2 separate regions of the Mus musculus genome follow, and region 2 is linked to region 1. The links are chromatin contacts, called in public ChIA-PET maps. All regions are on one chromosome and are shown on one strand. Each heading gives the region's core, a stretch centred on a gene start, on an enhancer-like site or on the middle of the called end of the contact. The rest is flanking DNA. Distances are from core to core; before and after follow the strand shown. Region 1 overlaps Orai2 (ORAI calcium release-activated calcium modulator 2). Region 2 holds the start of Prkrip1 (Prkr interacting protein 1 (IL11 inducible)).

Region 1 (3,338 bases), core at 270-2,769:
CTCTACCGAAGGTCCTGAGTTCAAATCCCAGCAACCACATGGTGGCTCACAACCATCCGTAATGAGATCTGACGCCCTCTTCTGGTGCATCTGAAGACAGCTACAGTGTACTTAGATATAATAATAAATAAATCTTAAAAAACAAAACAAAACAAAACCCTCCTCCTAGCTGCCTGAAAGTCAGTCTTCTCCTGTTTGACTTTGGAACAAGATGAAGAACTCTCAGCTTCTCCTGCACCATGTCTACCTGGATGCTGTCATGTTCCTGCCTTGGTGATAATGGACTGAACCTCTGAACCTGTCAGCCAGCCCAAGAGTTGCCTTGGTCATGGTGTCTGTTCACAGCAGTAAGACCCTAACTAAGACAAGGTTCAAGGCCATCGTTTTAGGGGCTGGAGAAATGGCTCGGTGGATAAGAAGAGTGTCTGCTATGCAATCATGAGGATTTTAGTTTGGGGCCCAACATCCATGGGAAAGCTGGAAGTCTAGCAGAGAAACCTCAAGCCCTGGGCTCAGGGAGAGACCCTGCCTCAAGGGACTGTTTGCCATCAAATGATGGAGGATACATCGGATTCCCTTTTCTGGGCTCCTGGTGCATATGCATGTGTGCATTTCTGCACACACGTGTGCAGATATCCACACACAGACACACAGACACACAAATAAATCGTTTTTAAAAGGTCCTAGAGCTGGGGAGAACCCTTAAGGGATAAAGTGGTCGCACAGGAAGTTTGAAGATTAGTGTTTGGATTCCCAGAACCCACGTAAGTGCTGGGTGGGTGTGGTGGCCCACATACAATTCCAGCCCTGGAAGGGGAAACAGGATCATCAGAGTAATCGGTTAGCAAGACTGACTGCATCAATGGGCTCTGGGTTTGATTGAGAGACCCTGACTCTGGGGGCTGGAGAGATGATGGCTCAGTGGTTAAAAGCAGTGTGTACTCTTCCAAAGGACCCAGGTTTAATTCCCAGCACTCACATGGTGGCTCACAACTGCCTATAACTCTAACTCCAAGGATCTGAAGCCCTGTTCCACCCTTCTCAGGCACCAGGCACTCATGTGATACACAGACATGCACATGGGCAAAACACCCACACAAAAAGAGAGAAGAAAAAAGAGACTCTGCCTCAATACATATGGGGGAAGACCAGTGGCATAATTCTCAGCCTCAGTCTTGGGCCTCTGTATGCACATGCTCATACATACATGTGCATTTACACACGTGCACACATGTATTCACATGCGCACATCACAGACGCACAAAGGGGAAAATCAAGATGAAAAAGATCCTATAGAACAACAAAAGAAAGGAAATCAAAAACAAAAAGCCCCCTAGTTCACCACAGCAGCTCTGTTTGATAATGGAGGCTGTGGCCTGGAGTTAAAAACCAAAAACCAAAAAAAAAAAAAAATGAAAAAATTATTGTTTGACTTGAAGTAAATCACTTGCTACCCAGTGGTATCCCGCTGAGCAGTGGTGCTTGTCCCCTGGGCCAGTTTCCTGTGGGGTGTGGGGCAGGGACTCTAGAGTGATGACAGCTGTAGGACCGGCTCTTAGGATGACTAAGAGACGGCGGCAGCTGTGAGGAGCCGCCCTCACATTTGCCATTATAAGATGGCACTGACAGCTGTGTTCTAAGTGGTAAACATAGTCTGCACACATGCAGGGGCAGTTTTCCCACCATGTGTTCTGCCTTTCCCGTGATGACAACTGGGCCGATGGGCTGCAGCCAATCAGGGAGTAATACGTCCTAGGTGGAGGATAATTCTCCTTAAAAAAGGGATGGGGTTTCGCCATTTGCTTGCTTGCTCTCTTGCACTCTGGCTCCTGAAGATGTAAGCAATAAAGCTTTGCCGCAGAAGATTCTGGTTTGTTGCGTCTTTCCTGGCCGGTCGTGAGAACGCGTCTAATAACAATTGGTGCCGAAACCCGGGACGAGAAAAAACTCGGGACTGGCGCAAGGAAGATCCCTCATTCCAGAACCAGAACTGCGGGTCGCGGTAATAAAGGTTCCCGTAAAGCAGACTGTTAAGAAGGATTCAACTGTATGAATTCAGAACTTTTCAGCTGGGGAACGAGAGTACCAGTGAGTACAGCTTTACGAGGTAAGCCTGGCCTTGAACTTTCTAAGGAAATTCAAGACAGTCTATCAGAAGTAAAGTGGAAAATGGCTTTGCAAGGTATATTTGGCCTTGAATTTTTTCTAGTGTTAGAAGCCCTTTTGTTCCTTTTCACATGTTATCAAGTGGTTAAGGCAGGGCGGATTCTAGAGGAAATTCAGGACAAGCTATCAGAAGTAAAGCGGGGAGAGAGAGTAGGAGCAAAGAGAAAATATGGTACACAAAATAAGTATACAGGCCTTTCCAAGGGTCTTGAACCCGAGGAAAAGTTAAGGTCAGGTAGGAATACCTGGAGAGAGATTAGAAGGAAAAGAGGGAAAAGGGAAAAGAAGAAAGATCAATTAGCGGAGGTTTCTAGGAGAAGGAGCCTATACCCATCACTAGATGAGTTTAAGGAGCTAGTTCTTAGTAGCTCTGAATCAGATAAAAAATTTAGCTTCTCTGAAGAAACAGACTTGGAGGAGGAAACAGCTCGTTATGAGAGAGAAAAGTGCCAGCCAGATAAAATGCGAGCTAATCGGTCAAGGAAAAAGCCAAAAGCGGCTGGCAAAGGCCAGCTTGCTGCTTGGCCTCTTGGCAGTCGGCTTCAAGGTCATAGTGCACCTCCACCCTATGCTGAGCCCCCGGCCTGCGTAGTGCATCAGCCCTGCGCAGAGAGGCAATGGACAGAGAGGCAATGCACAGACTCGTTCATTCCAAAGGAGGAACAAAGGAAAATACAACAGGCATTTCCGGTCTTTGAAGGAGCCGAGGGTGGGCGTGTCCACGCTCCGGTAGCGTATATACAGATTAAAGAGCTTGCCGAGTCGGTCCGTAACTATGGAGTCAGTGCTAATTTCACTATAGCACAAGTGGAAAGGCTTGCGAATCACGCTATGACTCCTGGTGATTGGCAGACGGTAGTAAAAGCTGTAGCCCCCAGTATGGGAATGTATCTTGAGTGGAAAGCCTTGTGGCAGGACTCCTGCCAGACGCAGGCAAGGGCCAATGCCACCATGAAAGGGGATCAGAGAACGTGGACTTTTGAATTACTTACAGGTCAGGGACAACACGCTGCTAACCAGACAAATTATCATTGGGGAGCATATGCTCAGATCTCAGCTGCTGCTGTTAAGGCATGGAAAGCACTACCTAAGAAGGGAGAGGCAAGTGGGCAGTTGACCAAGATTACTCAAGGTGCACAGGAATCCTTCTCAGATTTTGTGGCCAGAATGAC
Region 2 (3,338 bases), core at 244-2,743, 43 kb after region 1:
CTCCAGCCCCAGACTAATTTTCCTATCAAAGATCTAGTTGACAAGAAAAGAAAATAGTGTTTCATATTTCCCCTTAAAAACTATAAACCCGGGGCTGGTGAGATAGCTCAGTGGGTAAGAGCACCCGACTGCTTTTCCAAAGGTCCGGAGTTCAAATCCCAGCAACCACATGGTGGCTCACAACCATCCTTAACAAGATCTGACTCTCTCTTCTGGAGTGTCTGAAGACAGCGACAGTGTACTTACATATAATAAATAAATCTTTAAAAAAAAAACAAAACAAAAACTATAAACCCCTGACACCCATAAGAGACATTACCCATGACATCTCGGACAAATTCTGGAGGCGCTCGAGGAGCCCATTCATTCATTTTCTCTGGAATTGGAACTGCTTTGTCCTGGAACAGTTAAACAGAAAAGCATCTATGAACATACACTTGCTGAGGAAGGTACATCCCGTTTGACGATCTCAACTGAGCACGCTTCTCAAATCTGGAGCTGACTGAGTGTAGTTCTGCTGCCCTGGCCTTACTTCATCCACTACACCATGGGGTCTAACGTGGGCCAAAGTTCTCCTGCGCTAAACAAGTCTGGAATCTACGTCACTAAGAGACGAGCCAACCTCTTCTAGTCAAAGATATGAGCTGTCTGTTTTACGAGGCCCATTGAAGAGGTAAAGAGTGATGTGGTCCAAATTTGGCGTCCAATGCTTCTTTAATAATGGCTGCTATTTGGAGTTGTACACTTTTGCTAAGACATCGATTCTGGGTTTTGTTGGTTTCTGAGATAGGTCTCACTGTCTAGCTGATCTGAAACTCACTACGTAGACCACGCTCGCCTCGAATTTGTAGCAAACTTCTGGGGTCAGCCACCAGAGTGCTGGGATAGCAGGTGTGCACCACCATACCCAGCTCCCACCGCTTTGGTTCATATATTAAAATAGAAAGGGCTGTGAAGCAATACTGAATAGTAGCGCAGGGCTGTCATCCCAGCTCGTAGGGAAGATAAGGTAAGAGGAGCCGGGATGCGAGGAGCCCGGATGCGAGGTCTGCCTATCTTACAAAGCCGATTCGGTACGGAACGTGGACAGCACGAGCAACGCCATGATACCGCAAACAGCAAACTAAGAAAAAGGAGGGTGTGGAGGGCTGGGCAGCGCCTTCGTGCAGCTACGCTGTAGGACAAGAACAGGAGCGAGGCTCCCTCCACGGGGCCGCCCTCTCCGCCCCAGGGTTGCTCTAGGGGGACTGAATGTAGCCTTGCTCGGTCTGGCGGCGGGGTGAAGGGACTGCGCCTCGGCCCACTTCCACTCACCGGGTTCTTCATGAGCCGCTCCAGCTTGAGCTTCTGCTCCTCGGCCGCATTCTTGGGGATGACCAGCGTCTGCGGCTCTTTCTTGGGCCTGGGCGGTCTCACAGAAGCGGCAGCAGGACTCGCCATAGCCGCTCTCCTACTCCTTTACGAAAGCTGCCGGCGGCCGCTCGTATTGATGACGACAGAAGAGCGCGCCAACCGCGCACGCGCACTCTCAAACCCCCGGGGGGAGGGGCGCTCTCCTGAGGCGCATGCGCACTCTCTCCTCGGAGGTACGAGGCAGTCCTAAGCAGCTTGCTTGAATATTCATGAACGCGAGGTCAGTGTGGTTTATTTTGATCATAGCACTTTAATTTCATTTCCTGTTTCAAAACAAATCAGGGCTGCCTGATTCTCACATCCGGAGAGGAAGAGACGGCCTTTAGTGATGATGAGTGGGCTGGCCCCAGGCGACGTCTCAGGTCCCCAAGGACTTCGCACAGCTTGCTCTGGGACTCTTGGCACGTCCCTCCCAGTTTCGCTCGCTCCTGGGCTTTGTCTTTTTTTTCCGTTTCTTTTTTATCTATTCTACTTTCTCCCTACCCCACTCTCTCTTCCTCCTCCTCCTCTTCTCTCCCCTTCTCCGCCCTCTCCATATCGTCTCCTTCCCTCCCTCTTTTCCTTCCTTCCTTTCCTTTCCTTTTTTTTTTTTTTTTTTTTTTTTTTTTTGTTTTTTTGTTTGTTTGTCTTGTTTTTCAACACAGAGTTTCTCTGTATATCTCTGTCCTGGAACTTGGTTTGTAGACCAGGCTGTCTTCGAACTCTCGGAGATCCGCCAGCCTCTCACACCCCGATTCCTATAATAATCTTATAATCTCCTTTGTAACTGAACTCTTAAGACAGACCCGATCTCCTTGGCCACGCTGAAAGTACAGCGCCACCAGTCGAGCCTGAGTATGTGAGTCTGTTTTAGAATAAAGGAAGTTGCCATTCCAATCTACCTGACGAGGAATTAACTTCAAGTCTTTCACTTGAAGGTGAAAGTAATGGAGAATGATGGAACTGCGGCCTTCTGGTGGTGGAGTGTTTTGTTGACCATGCGTGAGGCACTGAAGTAGCTCCCTATAGTAAAAGATGTTAAGAGCCAGCAGTGGTGGTGCAGGCCTGTAATCTCAGCACCCAGGGAGTTACAGGCAGATGGATCCCTGAGTTCAAGGCCATCCTGGTCTGTAGAGAGAGAGTTCCAGGACAGCCAGAACTACACAGAGAAAGCCAGTCTCAAAAAACAAACAACAAAAAAACAAGCAACAACAAAACAAGCAACAACAAAAACCCAAGATGGTAACAGTAACATCTTGTAGGCAAGGAAACTGAAACAAGTCCTTTATTAGAAGAAGCTTATTAGAATGAAAGGGCCTCAAAGCTGACTGTTGCTGGAGATGGAGGGAGAACAATAGACAGTACAGTATATGGATCTCTGAACGTGGTGGGGCCTTAAAGGGAGCAAGAGGCTTCCCTTTGGAACCTGGAGAGGAGCTTCATTAAAACTGGAAGGAAGGCCGGGCAGTGGTGGCACACGCCTTTACTCCCAGCACTCCGGAGGCAGAGGCAGGCAGATTTCTGAGTTTGAGGCCAGCCTGGTCTACAGAGTGAGTTCCAGGACAGCCAGGGCTACACAGAGAAACACTGTCTGGAAAAAAAGAAAAAAGAAAAAAACAAAACTGTGAAGAAGAGAAAGGAGAGAAGTCAGAAGAGGTAGTGTGTGGGGTACAGAGGAGCCTCTTCAGAAATCCAGGATAATCTTGCAGCAATCCCCCCCCCCACACCCAGGAGTGACCAAATTCCCAGAACATAGGAAGGGGCTTTTTTGGTAACTCTTTAGGGGCAGCACAAAGTTTCTCACCATATGGTTTAGTTCAGCACAGTGAATATGACACAAAACACAGAAGGGCAAGATGCCATAAACAGAGAGCTGCTAGATCACACCACTGACTGATTCTGAACTCTACCCCAGAGAGAGCTGCTGGCAGGTATGCCTGACTCAG

Evidence for each region. ChIA-PET counts read pairs in DNA pulled down with a chosen protein or histone mark.
Region 2: a contact with region 1 is called in an RNA polymerase II ChIA-PET map of effector CD8 T cells, with 52 read pairs. The contact joins the promoter of Prkrip1 here to the enhancer-like site in region 1. A contact is called at or near these places in 6 of 39 promoter capture datasets (frontonasal cranial neural crest, macrophages, maxillary cranial neural crest and 3 more), 4 of 15 datasets of contacts at CTCF or cohesin (the G1E-ER4 cell line, the NIH/3T3 cell line, large pre-B cells and 1 more), 82 of 484 Hi-C or Micro-C datasets (the AML12 cell line, B cells, the BV-2 cell line and 44 more), 12 of 115 datasets of contacts at active chromatin or transcription factors (the HPC-7 cell line, the SCID.adh cell line, T-cell acute lymphoblastic leukemia and 5 more) and 3 of 9 other capture datasets (adipose tissue, liver and pancreatic islet).

What each region holds. Positions count from the first base shown.
Region 1 is chr5:136,154,097-136,157,434 of GRCm38.p6, forward strand. All of the region lies in intron 2 of Orai2 (ORAI calcium release-activated calcium modulator 2), which reads right to left. Among named protein-coding and RNA genes, the nearest start is that of Orai2, 15 kb to the right of the region's middle. Within about 2 kb of position 1,520, at least 15 of the 459 cell types and tissues checked have an H3K27ac peak or open chromatin away from gene starts, as enhancers often do. A contact at or near this core is called in CD8 T cells, CD8 central memory T cells, effector CD8 T cells and 1 more, where this site is marked.
Region 2 is chr5:136,197,461-136,200,798 of GRCm38.p6, forward strand. It overlaps Prkrip1 (Prkr interacting protein 1 (IL11 inducible)), which reads right to left and starts at 1,494. Exons shown (of 6, transcript NM_025774.3): 1 at 1,315-1,494; 2 at 320-398. The coding sequence starts at 1,440.